Linked DNA regions of Arachis hypogaea: region 2 is linked to region 1. A link is a contact called in public Hi-C data. All regions are on one chromosome and are shown on one strand. The core of a region is the stretch at or near the end of the contact, and the rest is flanking DNA. Distances in the headings are between cores, read along the strand shown.

The links. Hi-C and Micro-C count contacts between places; a contact is called where the count stands out from the background.
Region 2: a Hi-C map of leaf shows a contact between it and region 1, with 6 times the contacts expected there. The contact joins the promoter of LOC112720514 here to the promoter of LOC112720513 in region 1. A contact is called at or near these places in 4 of 8 Hi-C or Micro-C datasets (leaf and an unstated tissue).

What each region holds. Positions count from the first base shown.
Region 1 is chr11:20,605,786-20,612,842 of arahy.Tifrunner.gnm2.J5K5, reverse strand. LOC112720513 (SUMO-conjugating enzyme SCE1) reads left to right here and starts at 3,384. Exons shown (of 6, transcript XR_003162203.3): 1 at 3,384-3,836; 2 at 3,943-4,026; 3 at 5,610-5,762; 4 at 5,864-5,977; 5 at 6,079-6,189; 6 at 6,315-6,635.
Region 2 is chr11:20,777,526-20,784,582 of arahy.Tifrunner.gnm2.J5K5, reverse strand. LOC112720514 (kinesin-like protein KIN-4A) reads right to left here and starts at 2,544. Exons shown (of 26, transcript XR_003162204.3): 1 at 1,784-2,544; 2 at 280-426; 3 at 40-195.

The DNA.
Region 1 (7,057 bases), core at 2,135-4,634:
GAACTTGTTTGAAGAAATATTATACTGGAACATGGTTTAGAGCCCGAACACACAAAACTAGTAAGATTTTGAGCCTACTTGATTGGTTGTATTTTATCAACCAATATTTTATTTTTGGTGTGTGTTGTTCTCTCTAAAATTGTGATCTTTGTCTTGCTTAATTCTATATTTCCATGGTTTGATGTATGCATGCACTTATATGATTGAGGCCTTTGTTTCACTGAGCTTACATACCCATATGGCCTTACCCTTTCATTATCCTTTGTAAACCAATGTTGAGCCTATTATACCCCTTTGTTCTTTACTTTAGCTCATCACTAACTCTAAGCGGAAAACAATAATGTCCTTAATTTGAATTCTTGGTTAGCTTAGACTAGTGAGAGTGCTCATGAATTAAGTGTGGGGAAAATGAATTTGGAAACGTTTGGTTTTGGAAATTAAGTATGTTAAACTTCTTTATGAAAATGTGAAAGAAATGTTTAGGACATGTTCATGCATTCAATAATTTAATCAAAGGTCCAATTGGTTCTTCCTGAGGTTCCTGTGGTTCATTCGCGCCAGCCTCTTCACCTGCAACTCTATCTGACAGTCGTAGGTGACGCTCATACTGCTGTGTATATCACACATAATACACCAGAAGAGGATGAAAGTCGCCAATCTCCTCCCCTAACTGCAGTGTGTCATAATGGCCAGATATCCACATGTTAACCCATTGACTGTTCCTCTCTCTCCAGTCATGGTACTATGCGCCTGTCAACTGCCTAGAATGATCACGATCAAGGTCGAATGCTGGTTCTGGTGGAAGCTGTTGCATCCCGAACTGTCGTCTAACCCGGTCTGTCGGGTGCCACTCTATACACTCAAATGACACTAATAGTTACTTCGTGGATCACATAAATAAATGTACAGCGAGGTCATCCGGAACCATCACTCCCATATATGGCCGCCGTATAAACTACACATAAGTAACCACGAGGCCGATTAGATAAATTATTATTCTAAATAAAAACCTTGGACATAAATGGTTAACACTTACATCGTCGACTCCGATGTCATCGAGTCCTCGCCTAAAATGCGCAGTATGCCTCCATATATATCTTATATATCGGCGCAAATGACTCCACCTAAACAAAAATAGAATGACTACAACAACAACAACAACAACAACAACAACAACAATAATAGTAAAAAAGAATACCGTCGCGCAAGTAGAATACCAACATCACCGAGCTGATCGCGGGGAATAGGCGCTAGGAATGGCATACGCTCCCACGCTCAAACAAAAAGTAGTATGAGTGGCCCATCCATCTCTTTCCTATTGTATAGTGATGCATGACACAACGATCTGTATAGATGTGCCAGACTGGTTGCCCCCAACTGTATGCTGGAATCCAGTGAAAATTTCGAAGTAGAGGAAGAAACTTCGAGTTCAATGAAGTGGTGGACTTATCCGGAAACACAACCGTTCCAAACACACAGAAAATGTGAGCCCGAATGTACCGCTCAATGGACTCGTGCGTGTCACACGGTTCGGTGTCTCTACACCGCCGGACCCATGCAAGATTCACCTTACCCAAGACGTGATCCTGCGGACCTGGCTCTCGACCAAAACAAGCAATGCAGTTCTCCACCAGAAACTGGTGACTGCTATCTGTTCTACCTATGACGGGATCCCCATTAACCGAGAGACCAAGTAGATGTATAACGTCTTCCAGCGTTATCGTGGTGAAACGTGTGAGTTTTCGGCCTCCATCGTTCCACCAATGCATTCAACAGTGCAGAATAACCTCTCATTTCGTCTACTCACAAAACGTGTTGAAACCCAATAAATGCCAATAACGCTGCAACTACCTCGTTAAAGGTATCTAGCAGATCGAATTTCCTTAGCAACAAATTTCTGATAACTTGCAAAATATATATATATATATTAACAATAATAATAATAACCATAATAATAACCATAACAAAGTTTTTAAAAATAATATTCTATTAAAAATCTATTAATAATAACAGCTATTATTATATTAAAAAAAATAATAAAGACAACATAATGATAATTTATTAAACAGTAGTATTATTATTATCTTAAAAAATAATAAAAGATTATTAAATAGTATTATTTATTATTAAAAAATAATAACAATTTATTTGAATAAATTATTAAAACATAATAAAAGTTTATTTATTAAATAGTATTATTTATTATTAGAAAATAATAATTTATTATTATTATCCTAAACAATATTCTATTATATTAATTATGATAACAATATTTTTCGCACACTTAAGCATAATAATAATAATAACAATAATAATATCACTAACAATAATAATAACAATAATAATAGCAAAAATGCATAATAATAATAATAATAATAATAATAATAATAATAATAATAATTAAAACACAAATACATAAAATACAAATGAATATATTTATTTATTTATTGATCATAAAATTAAAAATAAAAAAACTTATTCATTGAGGATGATCCAAATATTCAATGATGTGTTTTTCAGGTTTTACTCCATTTTTTTTATTTTTTTCACTAAAACTCTAACCCTTTACCGTATTCTTCTTCCTCCACACTAACCCTTGCTTTTAGCCCCTAACACAACTCTTGTCAAAATATTTCACTCTTACTTCTTCTTTAAACAGACAAACACTTACCTACATTTGGGATTTTAAAGACCGGATTCATCACCTATGTCAACACGTGTCGCGCATACGAGGATAGAGGCTGCCAATCGCAACCTGGGATTTGCCTTCTCCGCCTGCCAAACGCAAGCTGCGTTTTGGGAACTTTAGGCTGGTCAAAGGCTACTCATATTTGCATGCAGGGGGCCAAGGGACATATTTCGAGACGTGGTTGCCCTTCTCTACCAATCGTAGTCTGCGTTTTTGCAGCAGGTTGCAGATTTTTAGTTTTTATCTCTAGCAAAACATTACCTATGTTTTGCAGGTGATTGAGCAACGCATGTTCACATTTATAGACAACACACTATACACTCATATTTATGATTATCACCATTATTTTATCCATTACTAAATTAATTTCTAAAAATATGAATGGTCCATATTAAATGGACATTTATTTCTTATCACAACAAAAATTAATTTATTATTATTTTTAAGTTCAGAAGATAGTTGAAAGACAAAAAAAAAATTCAGAGTTTCAATTCATTCTCTTAATTATTTTTTTTAGTACTTAAAAATTTCAAAATATATGTTAATTTCTCAAAAAAATTTAAAAAAGAAAAAAATTCAAACTTTCTAATTTTAAAAATTAAAAAAAGAGTTGAACTTCATTTTATTTTTTCTTTCAAAATGGTATTTTGGTCACGTGAAGGCGTTAAGACTACGTCGGCGTGATTCTGACGCAAGGTTGGAATAAATAAGCATTGACTTTGAAGCTTTTCATTTCTCCATTTTTTATTTTTTTGAAAAAATAAAAGGAGACAGAAAAATACGAAACGACAACGTTTTTCCCGCCCCCAGAATCGAAACAAGTTGCCTCACGATTGAATCATGACCGTACGTTTCGTTCCAAAGTATTGCATACAAATACAATCAACAACTTGAAAGGCGTTTGTTTTTGTTCACTTGTCACTTCCCACAAATCCTACAAGCCATACCACTCTCTCGCCCAAAAAACTAAGAGGGGTTTGGGGAAAAGAAGAAAAGCAGAAAGCGCGTTTATAAAGCAAACCAAAGCGCCACTGAGCTAACTCGGTGCGAACGAGTTCGTGACTCAGAAGAAGAAGAAAACATGTCTGGTATTGCTCGTGGACGACTCGCTGAGGAGCGCAAGTCGTGGCGCAAGAATCATCCTCATGTTAGTGTCCAACAACCATTCCTCTTTCCTCTTTTTCTGTTCGAATTATTTTTTCTAGGGTTAATTCTGAACGGTGGTATTTTTTCCTTTTTTGATTGTGATTTAGGGTTTTGTGGCGAAACCGGAGACGCTGCCTGATGGTACGGTGAATTTGATGGTGTGGCATTGCACTATTCCTGGGAAGTCTGGGGTGAGTTTCTCTTTTTCTTACTTAAATTAGTTGGTTCCTTTGGTGTTTTGTGATTACCAACTTGAATTCCCTACTTCTGCGATTTAACTTGATGGTTTTGCTTCTGATCATGTGTTGGTCGATTTTGAATTGGCACTTGTCAATGTTGGAGTTGCGTGAAATTTGATTCATGCTTATTATGGGCTTGTGATTTTAGGTTTTCCTTCTGGGCTGAAACTGAGTATTATAAATTGTATTTTTCAAAATTTTCTTTTATAAAAGAAAAATTATTGCTAAAGATGTCGTGTGAATAGAGGGAATTTCATCTATGTTTTTATTTTCTTATTATTGTTGTTATTTTTATGTGAATAACTTGAATTCAGTAGTGTGAACATCCAAATTATTAGGAGCAAGCCTTTTATTCTTATTTTAGTGTGTATGTATTTTTGTCAATTAAGAGAAAAGGTGTGTGCTTAGTAATTTTGGGTGTGTATTTAGCATTGGCGATTTGTATTTTGTAAAACAGCAATGCCAAATCTAATTCCATTAAATAGGTCGGTTGGAGCTCAGGGATTTCAACTGCCATAAAGGAAACTAATGGGAAAAGTCACTCACCTTGTTAGGAAAGGAAAACAGTGAATTTAACCAGTTTACTTTTTAATTTTTTATGCATTTTCAGTCTTTTGAGTTTTACATTGTGTGTAGGCACATCAGTCAAAATAACTAACTTTTTAAACCCACTACTTAAAAAATCATCTGAACACATGAATCTTATTTGGATGATCGTGTAAAATTTTTTATACTTTCAGTGCATCAAAATTAAACCCTATTTAACTGTTTTGGTTAATATGGAATTTTAAGTAATCCAGCATGTCACTATCGGTAAAAATAAAAGATTGATTCTTTTAGGCAGTCGGAAAGATTGGCAACTATTAATTTTTAACATTAATGATCTTGACATTCTACCCCTTAGTCACTGCGTTTAGTGAGTTAAAAGGATAGGAACATTTTCCCCCTTGTTTAATGTCTTTTGCAATTATTGAAAGGCTGTAAGCCACTAGGATCATGCTTAGAACTAGAACTTCTGGATGCATAATTTAGATCGCACATGATCTGATTTGTTGTTTCTGAAATTTGATAATGGCAGACTTTGAATCATACTTGTATCATGAGTTGCAACGATTTCAAAACACCCTTTACAATTAGCCGTTTGCTGAGATTCAGTTCTTATTTTTTCCCTTCAATTTTTAGTAACTGCATTTGTTTTTGTTTTAATTGGATGTTTGTTAAAAGTGCTATTTTGTTGCTTTATCTTGACATCTGTCTTGTTTGGTTTCTCTGTGTAGCCAAATCACTGCTTTGGTTGTTACTTTTCTTGATTGTTCTTTTACTGCTCTGTTAAAACTTTTTCCGGTACTGTTTCCATTTCCCACTTCTGATTCTAGCTTCTAAGTACCCTTTGTGTCTGTGTTTTTGTGTGTAATTGCTGTGTGGGTCATAATTTCAGTTGACAACTGTGAGCTGTGTCCCACCTAAGAAAGCAGCTTGTCGAATAGTGAGCCTGTTATTTGCATTCTATCAAGTTTACATTTCATATGTTGCAGACTGATTGGGAAGGTGGCTTTTTCCCCCTTACAATGCACTTCAGTGAAGACTACCCTAGCAAGCCTCCGAAGTGTAAATTCCCACAAGGCTTCTTCCACCCTAATGTCTATCCATCTGGAACTGTTTGCTTGTCTATACTTAATGAGGATAGTGTAAGTTCATCTCTCTTGTGTAGGACTGCTTGAGACTAACTTATATAGTTTGATTTACATGTCAGTGAGCAAACAGGTTTACAGATTTATTGTCATTGTAGGGGTGGAGACCAGCTATAACAGTGAAGCAAATTCTTGTTGGTATCCAGGATTTGCTTGACCAGCCAAATCCTGCTGATCCTGCTCAGACAGAGGGATATCATCTATTTATCCAGGTATCTAACCTAAGAAATCGGACATTTCTTTTCTTTCTTTTGTAGTCTCTTTCAGAGTTTAAAGAATGACTGATCATATAATCCATACAAATGCGAGACAGTCACATGCTTTTCAAAGTGTCTCTTCTCCATCCTAGCAGCCCTCTTCACCGAGGATTGTTAAATTGACCACTCACCTACTTGAAGTTGGGTTTGGACATGGTGAAATATTAGTAGGTGCCCAGAAACGATTATGCAGTAACATTTTATGCCCCTTGTTGCCCCCAGGTGAAGTGGGGCAATTAATTTCTTATTATAAAAGGTCTCTTAACATTGTAGTATTGTCTTATTTTTGCAGGATGCTACAGAGTATAAAAGAAGGGTCAGGCAGCAGGCAAAGCAATACCCACCAATAATCTAGTGATACCACAGCTCACCTTAGGAACTGTTTTTGCATCGTAAATGCTCTCATGCGCTATAGCTTAAAACTGTTCTGTCATCTGTGATTGTTGGCTACAATATTTTGCATACATTATGGTATTTCTGTTTACTTTCCGATTTGGATTAAGTGTTAATATATAAACAATGTGGAATCAACAAATGAATACATGTTGGTGGCATGTGCCTGATGTTTGCTGATGCATTTCTATATGAATGGATAACAGTTCAGGTGAATGAATTGCATGCGTGTCTTCTTTGATTTCTTTGTTATTCGATTTGTTGTTGCACATAGACTCCTGAAACAATTGCAGTATAAATTGTACCAGAAACCATTGCTTCACACTAAACCTGGAAATTGCTTTAGTGGCATTCCCTCAGTAGAACTTGAGGAATCGAAGTCAGTCTAATGACTAATCCTTTATGCTGGACCGAAAATGATGCAGAGATACGGTTATCGTTTTTTTTCTCTTTTTTTTTTTCACTGCTTTGCTCTTTCTCTGTATAAGGTCTTCAAAAACAACCGGAACCAAATAAAATTGTGGAAACCGAACCCCCAAAGAAAAAAGGGAACCGATTTTATATTTACTGTTGTATTAAGAATTTAATTTTGATGTACTGTCGTTGTATAATAGTTTTAATAGTTTTACATGTACATCTAAT
Region 2 (7,057 bases), core at 1,295-3,794, 170 kb before region 1:
GTGTGCAAATACACACTATCAAAGTTATGGATAATATACCTCAATGTAGGACACATGCAACTGAAATTCTGTCTGATGCTTTAGTGTTTCAATCTTGCTGAACAAGGCATTCATAACCTTAGGAATTAATCCAGCCTGTGTCTGACAATTGTCACTATAGCCAGTTCCCATTGTATATGTTTTCCCAGATCCTGTCTGTGGAGTATATGTGCGTCAGATACAAACGAATAGAATGGTCTTTTCCAACTTCGAGTGTATAACATGCAAGATCGATCTCACCTGGCCATACGCAAGTACAGTAGCATTATATCCTTGGAATAAGCCATCAACTAACGGGGCAATGCATTCTTCGAACATATCAGCCAAAGGAGACCCACCATTTCCGTAAACATGATCAAATGTAAAGAAATGTGACCCAATTTGGACCTGATCATCCAAAAAAAATACACATTAAAAATGTGAAGGTTATCAAGGTCACTGATAGATATTACAGTGAAGTGACACAGTATCAGAATAGAATGATTCCATAGTTTCAACCTTCAAAACAAGCAAATTTTAATCAATTGGCATTTTATTTATCCTAGCATTCATGAAAATGTAATTAAATGCATCTATAAAACTGCAACTCAACTAATATGGTAGTAAATCCATGTCATAGTACCGTACGGAGTTTAAGTCCATCTTAATGTGCAATAATCCATATTAGAGGGAACATGTTTTTTTACTTTAATTTTGACTGATGATGACCTCTCACTTACAGCAATAATCGTTTTACTCCCTGCTCTTAATAATAGAGTAATTTTCTAAACGTGATTAGGGTGTCTAGGCTTCAAATAAAGAAGCGATTATCCTATAAATTTCTTGCGTTGAGTTTACCTGCGATGGTGAAATTCCAACAACGTATTAAGTCATTAAGTAATTGATTAATGAATTGATAAAGTAATTATGTAATATTGAATAAATCTCGGTAATACTTCAGTGTTAACTTATAAGGTGCTAAACTATCATTTTTATCCACAAATAGCATCAACATCACTATCAACACACACAAATACGAACGATTCACAAACACAAACGGACACCAACCCTTCTGCGCCTCCACACACTCTACACCACCAAGACTTATATGTGTGAATTCTAATTTTAATAATTAATGAACACATACGATTATTTTTCACCTTTCCCCTCTTCTCTCACCATCTCGTTTCTGAGGTTGTAGCTGATAGCAGGAGTAGAATGTAGAAGTAATTTGAAAATTTTGGATAATTTTTTAATAAAATTAATTCAACAAAAAATTATCGCTTGAGTGGGAGTAGTTTAGCATTTTGAAAATTTTTGGATAGAAAAAAAATAAATAATAATAATAATAATAATAATAATAATAATAATAATAAAGAAAAAAAGCAACAGGAAAGTATGTTATGACTTATGACATGAACAAACAGTACTTCAGCATAATTTTTGAAACAATTATTTTGATCATTTCTTTTTGACTCTACAAAATGATTTACGCAAAATTACACATTCAACATGGTAAGCAATCAAGAAAGGAATAAACAAATAACATTACATTTTCAAAACCCAAAAAAATATATATATTCTTTTCTAAATGATAATAATTAAGCAACCTCCACACCACCAAAACAAAATTCACGAACGCACCATTAATTAATGAAGTGCATCCACTAAACGACAAAACACATTAATAATAATCACACAAAAAAACAGTTAAAGAAAAAGAAGCATCATGTTGACGAAGGTGAAGAGACGAATTTCGAGGTACCTGAGGCTTCGCAGGCGTAACTGAAACGCATTCTCTGCAACCTTGCTGTCGTTCATCAGCAATGAGCGGACGAATGTGAAGAGCAACTTTCACAGAACAATTCTCCGATGTCTCCATCGAAACAGAAAAAGAAAATTAAAAGAAAAAGAAAATTAGGGAGAGAGATTAGAGGTTAATCGAGGTTCCAGGGGAAGGAAAACGAGTCCCAATGTGTGATCAATTAGGAAGATTAGAACTTAAGATAACGATACAGCTGCAAGAGAGAGAGAGAGAGAGAGGGAAATAGATTTTTAACAGCAGGAGAGAGAGAGAGCATGAGAAAGAGTAGTGGTTGTTGAGTGAAGAAATTGAGAGAGAAGGAAAGAACGAAAAGCGCGGTGGTTTGAAGAGTAGCGGAGCAGAAAACAAAAAGCAACCGCAATCACAACAACCACCACAATTAACACTACATTGAACTGTTTCACACTTTTTCTTCTTCACTACTTCTTGCTTCTTGTATGGCAGTGACTAATAGCTATGCGCTATTGCCTATTCCGATGCTCTCTCTCTCTTTCTCTCTCTCTCTCCTTATTCCTTGTTTATTATTATTATTATTATTATTATTATTATTATTAATTTCTTCTTCTCGTGGCAAGTTCCGAAGCACAAGTGCACTACTATCTTCACTCTGTCGCTCTTTTCTCTCTCCCACCACGCCCTTTTCCCTCCGAATTTATTTTATGTCATTTTATTCCGGTTAATATTCAACGGACAAAATCTCCATTTCCATCAATGTTTTGGTAGGTGTGAATATTATGGCGAATGCTTTATGCTAATGCGTAAAAAAAAAGGATCATAACGTTTTTTAAAACCTAAATTATAAATTTTAAATTATTGTTATAAAATATAATAAATGATTATGTGTTAATAAAAATTTATTTATTTTATGTCTTTTAAAAATACATGTTAAAATTATAAATTAAATTTTTTTATTATATTAAAAATATAAAAAATAAATTTTTAATGTATTTTATTTTGTATTTATGAAAAAAATTTAAATATTTTTATTAATGATAAATTTATTACATTCCTTAAAGGCGCATATTACCTAAATTCAATTAGAAAAGTTGCGTCAATAAAATCAAAGCTGTTTGAATCTAGACGTAGGAAAAGGAAAATCACTTAAAGAAACAAAAATCTCACTTGTAGTTGTAATTAACTAGTAAATAATTAATTAGCATTGATAAATGTGGCAGCATTGACTGGATGCAGACTATTAGCTCTTGTTGGACTTTTTAAGAACATAATAATTATTGAAGAGTGTTAGTGAGTAAATTTTGTGATTTATAATTATTAATTAGTTATTATTAATATTTTTTATGGTGTAAAATTTTATCTAATAATATAAAATTATTTATTTTTTTATTAAGTGTTGATCAAATTTTAATAAAAGTGTTCACCTTTTAAATTTTCTCATAATTATTAGGTGTTTAAGAATTTCGCAATAAATTCTCGACAAATTTTTAAATACTATAAAAGCTATAAAGCATGAATATTTTATTGAATTATTGTATTTACTATTTAATAAATAATGTGCATATTTAATTTGAATTTTTTAATATATTTAAATCATAATTTAAAAAGAATTTACAAAAATAAAATAAAATTTGACTCTAATCTCTTTCTCATTTTTAAACTTTTGGCTTTATAAATAAATTAGCAAAAAAATAACTCGTATAAAATTATTAAATATTAAAAATAAAAAAATCTTATTTTTTAAGATTATATTTATTAGAGATATAATAATTTATATTATTTTTTTATTAGTTTAAATTTTTTTAAAAAAATAGTATCATAAAATAGTATTATATCTCTATGTTTAAAAAGTCTAACGTTCAATGCTTGGTGAATTAAAAAAAAAAGCATAAAATAAATAAAAAATTATGTAAAAAAAATCAAATAAATCCAAAAAAATTCTTACTTAAAGAAACTTATTAAAAATATAATTATTTATGTTGACTCCTCCTATTAACTTAAATTTTTAAAAAAAGTTGTACATACAAAAAAAATATATTAAAATTTTGTATTTAAAATATTTTTTAAATATATATATATATATATCACACAAAAGATAACTAATAATATTTCAATTTTTTAAATTTATAATTTTATATTTCTTTATTTTTTGTATTTCTTTGATGTTGAATACATATTCACTATTAATTAGTTTGAAATTTTTATAATTTTTTTTTATCAATTACAATTTTTTTGTGTTTTGTATTTAGTAATTTGTGTGAGTTTTGAAAGAGTATAAGATATACAATTTTTAAGTTTTAACTAGAATTTTATATTTAGTTCTTGTACTTTATATGTTTAATTTGTCATTAACTTGTGTGTGTGTTTTTTTTTTTTTTTGGTCTAAAAAAAAATTTATGTATTTTGAAATTGTAGATTTGTTGTGTTAGTATCGCAACTACCTTATAAATATAAGTTTAGAAGAACAAGAATAAGAAAAAACAAGCATAATTTTTTCGACAATAACAACAATTATTGATTCTTTTTTCAAAAAAAAGATTATAAAATATATGTGAAACATGTAATTTTGTCGAGATGGAGCTTACAAACTTTGAGAAAGTAAAAAAGCAAGAAGAATGAAAAAATACAATTAAAAAATCATATTCGACAAGAATAACACTTGTGAGCTGGTAAATTACCTTTTAAATAAAAATGTTATTGAAATCAAATTATATATATACAAGACTAAATTTAGTCTCAATAGATCTATTTAAAATTAGGCAAGACTCGTAGTAAAAGGATATGTACAAATTCTTAAGATAGATTATATAGAGACATTTGCACCAATATGTCACGGCCTTAAACACACTTCAACATTATCGTACTGACCTTCGAACTTACTCAACCTCTTGAGTATACCGGGTCGTCCAAGTAATATCTCAAGTGAGTGAGGATCGATCTAAGGAGATTGTTGGTTTGAGCAAGCAGTGGATACCTTGCAAATCTTAGTTAGGCGGATAGAAATTAGAGTTTGTCACGAAAAGTATGTAAAACAGATAAATAGAACATTACTAGATAGATAAGAATTCAATGGTATGAGAACGGTTGAGACTTCGAAAATGCTTTGTCTTTCCGAATTAACTTTTCTTATTGTCTTCTTCAATAACCTTCTGATTCCTTCAATGGCAGCCGTAAGTGATTAACTCATGTCCTCTCATCAAGTTAACCTCCTCTACTGCAGCAATCCACCATGTTGAAGTGACTCATGTCCTCTTATCAAGCCACCTCTAGGTTTCTCATTGTAGTAGAAGATGAAGCTCTAAGCAATCTACTCCCCTTCACGATCCTACTCAAGGTGCCACAGACAAGGCAGATCTTCCGGATCAGAAAGTGCTGTTTCTCTGACTCTAGCCTTAATGCCACAGAGACCTCACACACCCATAGTCAACAAGATTTCATGTCACATATCCAAAGTTGCTCAGATGCTCTATTAGAACCCGCAATGCAATCTCTAGCTTTAGTTCAACGCTATCCGGATCAGAAATCGCACGGAACCCATGTAGAATAAGGGTGATTGTCATGGGTCACCATCAATTCATAAGATGAAGAACGAGGTTGCATAAGAGAATAAAATCAGACATATTGAATGAAAACAGTAATATTATTGATCCATGAAACTCAGCAGAGCTCCTAACCTTAACCTTAGGAGGTTAGTGACTCATACTGTACAGAAAATAAAAGTGAAAGGTTCGAATGGGCAAATATCAAAAGTCCTCTAACAATGAGGATCTTTGTTATATTTATACTAGTCTAGTAACTAAGGATTACAGAAAATAAGATAAACTAGTCTTGTAGTGCGAAAATTCACTTCTAGGGTCCACTTTGTGAGTGTTTGGGTTGAGTTTGAGTGTCTCTCACGAGCTAGTATCCCTTAGGGGGCGTTGGACGCCAATTGCTCCCCTGTGGGCACTGAACGCTAGGAATAGAGCTGGTGACTAGCGTTGAATGCCAATTTTGGGCCTTCATTTCAAAAGCAAAGTATGAACTATTATATATTTCTGGAAAGCCCTAGATGTTAGCTTTCCATAGCCATTGAGAGCGTGCCATTTGGACTTGTATAGCTCCAGAAAAGCTCCTTCGAGTGCACGAAGGTCAGATCCTGACAGCATCTGCAGTCCTTTCTCTGCTTCTGAATCAGACTTTTGCTCAAGCTCCTCAATTTCAGCCAGAAAATACCTGAAATCACCATAAAACACACAAACTCAAAGTAGAATCCAAAAATGTGAATTTTTCACTAAAACCTATGAAAACTTAATAAAACTTAAATAAAATATAATGAAAACTATATGAAAATGATGCCAAAAAGCGTATAAAATATCCGCTCATCAGGAAGTTCTCCACCTCTCGAGCGTCCCTGATGCCCTTGAACTCTTTTGGCTTTGGGAGATCAATCTTTACCATCTCCCTTCTAATGGTTGGTCGAGATTTTTCCTCCTCGAACCAAACTCAAACTTTCTCAAATAGCTTTAAAAAATTTTCAAACTTCTCTTTGATTTAGAGCATGCTTTTTTTTGAAAAGCATCTTATTCTTCCAATACGTGAGTCTTGAGGGTCCCCTTGTCGTATTCTATCCTTTGGTAGCGCTCATCCATAGAGGATAGAATATTTTTCAGCATAGAAACTATTTCTTCTAATAAGTTAAAGTTCTTACCTCTAAACTCACTTGAAGAACGCACCTTTTTATTTTTTCATTGAGAAGGAATAGCATCCCTTCCCCTTTAAAACTCAACATGTTCCATGGTCACACTAGAATTCATACCTATAAACACTTGTGCTCTCTCTCGAACCTTGCTCTAATCCCAAATTGTTACGACCTTGGACATACTCCAATGCTACCATGCCGACACTCGAACTAACTCAACCTCTTGAGCTAAGATAAGTTAAGCTAACCCTCAATATTTAGCAAAAAAGCTAAGAACACAAGAGAAAGAAAGTTTTGGTAGAAATAACACTTTATTACTCAAGTGTTTGTTTCAAATGACTCACATCCCCAAACTCTAACTTTCACTCCTATTTATAGCCATCCACCTCCTCAATGGTGGTTATGATTAAATCTAATCAACGATCCAGATTGATCATCCAAAATCTTCACTACAACTATTTGTCCTACCATATTTTTCTTAATACTTCTAGATTATTCCATACTACTCTTCATACTTCTATATATATCCACACTCTTTTAGAATACTCTATGACCTTCTAAAGTCTTCTAAAATCTTC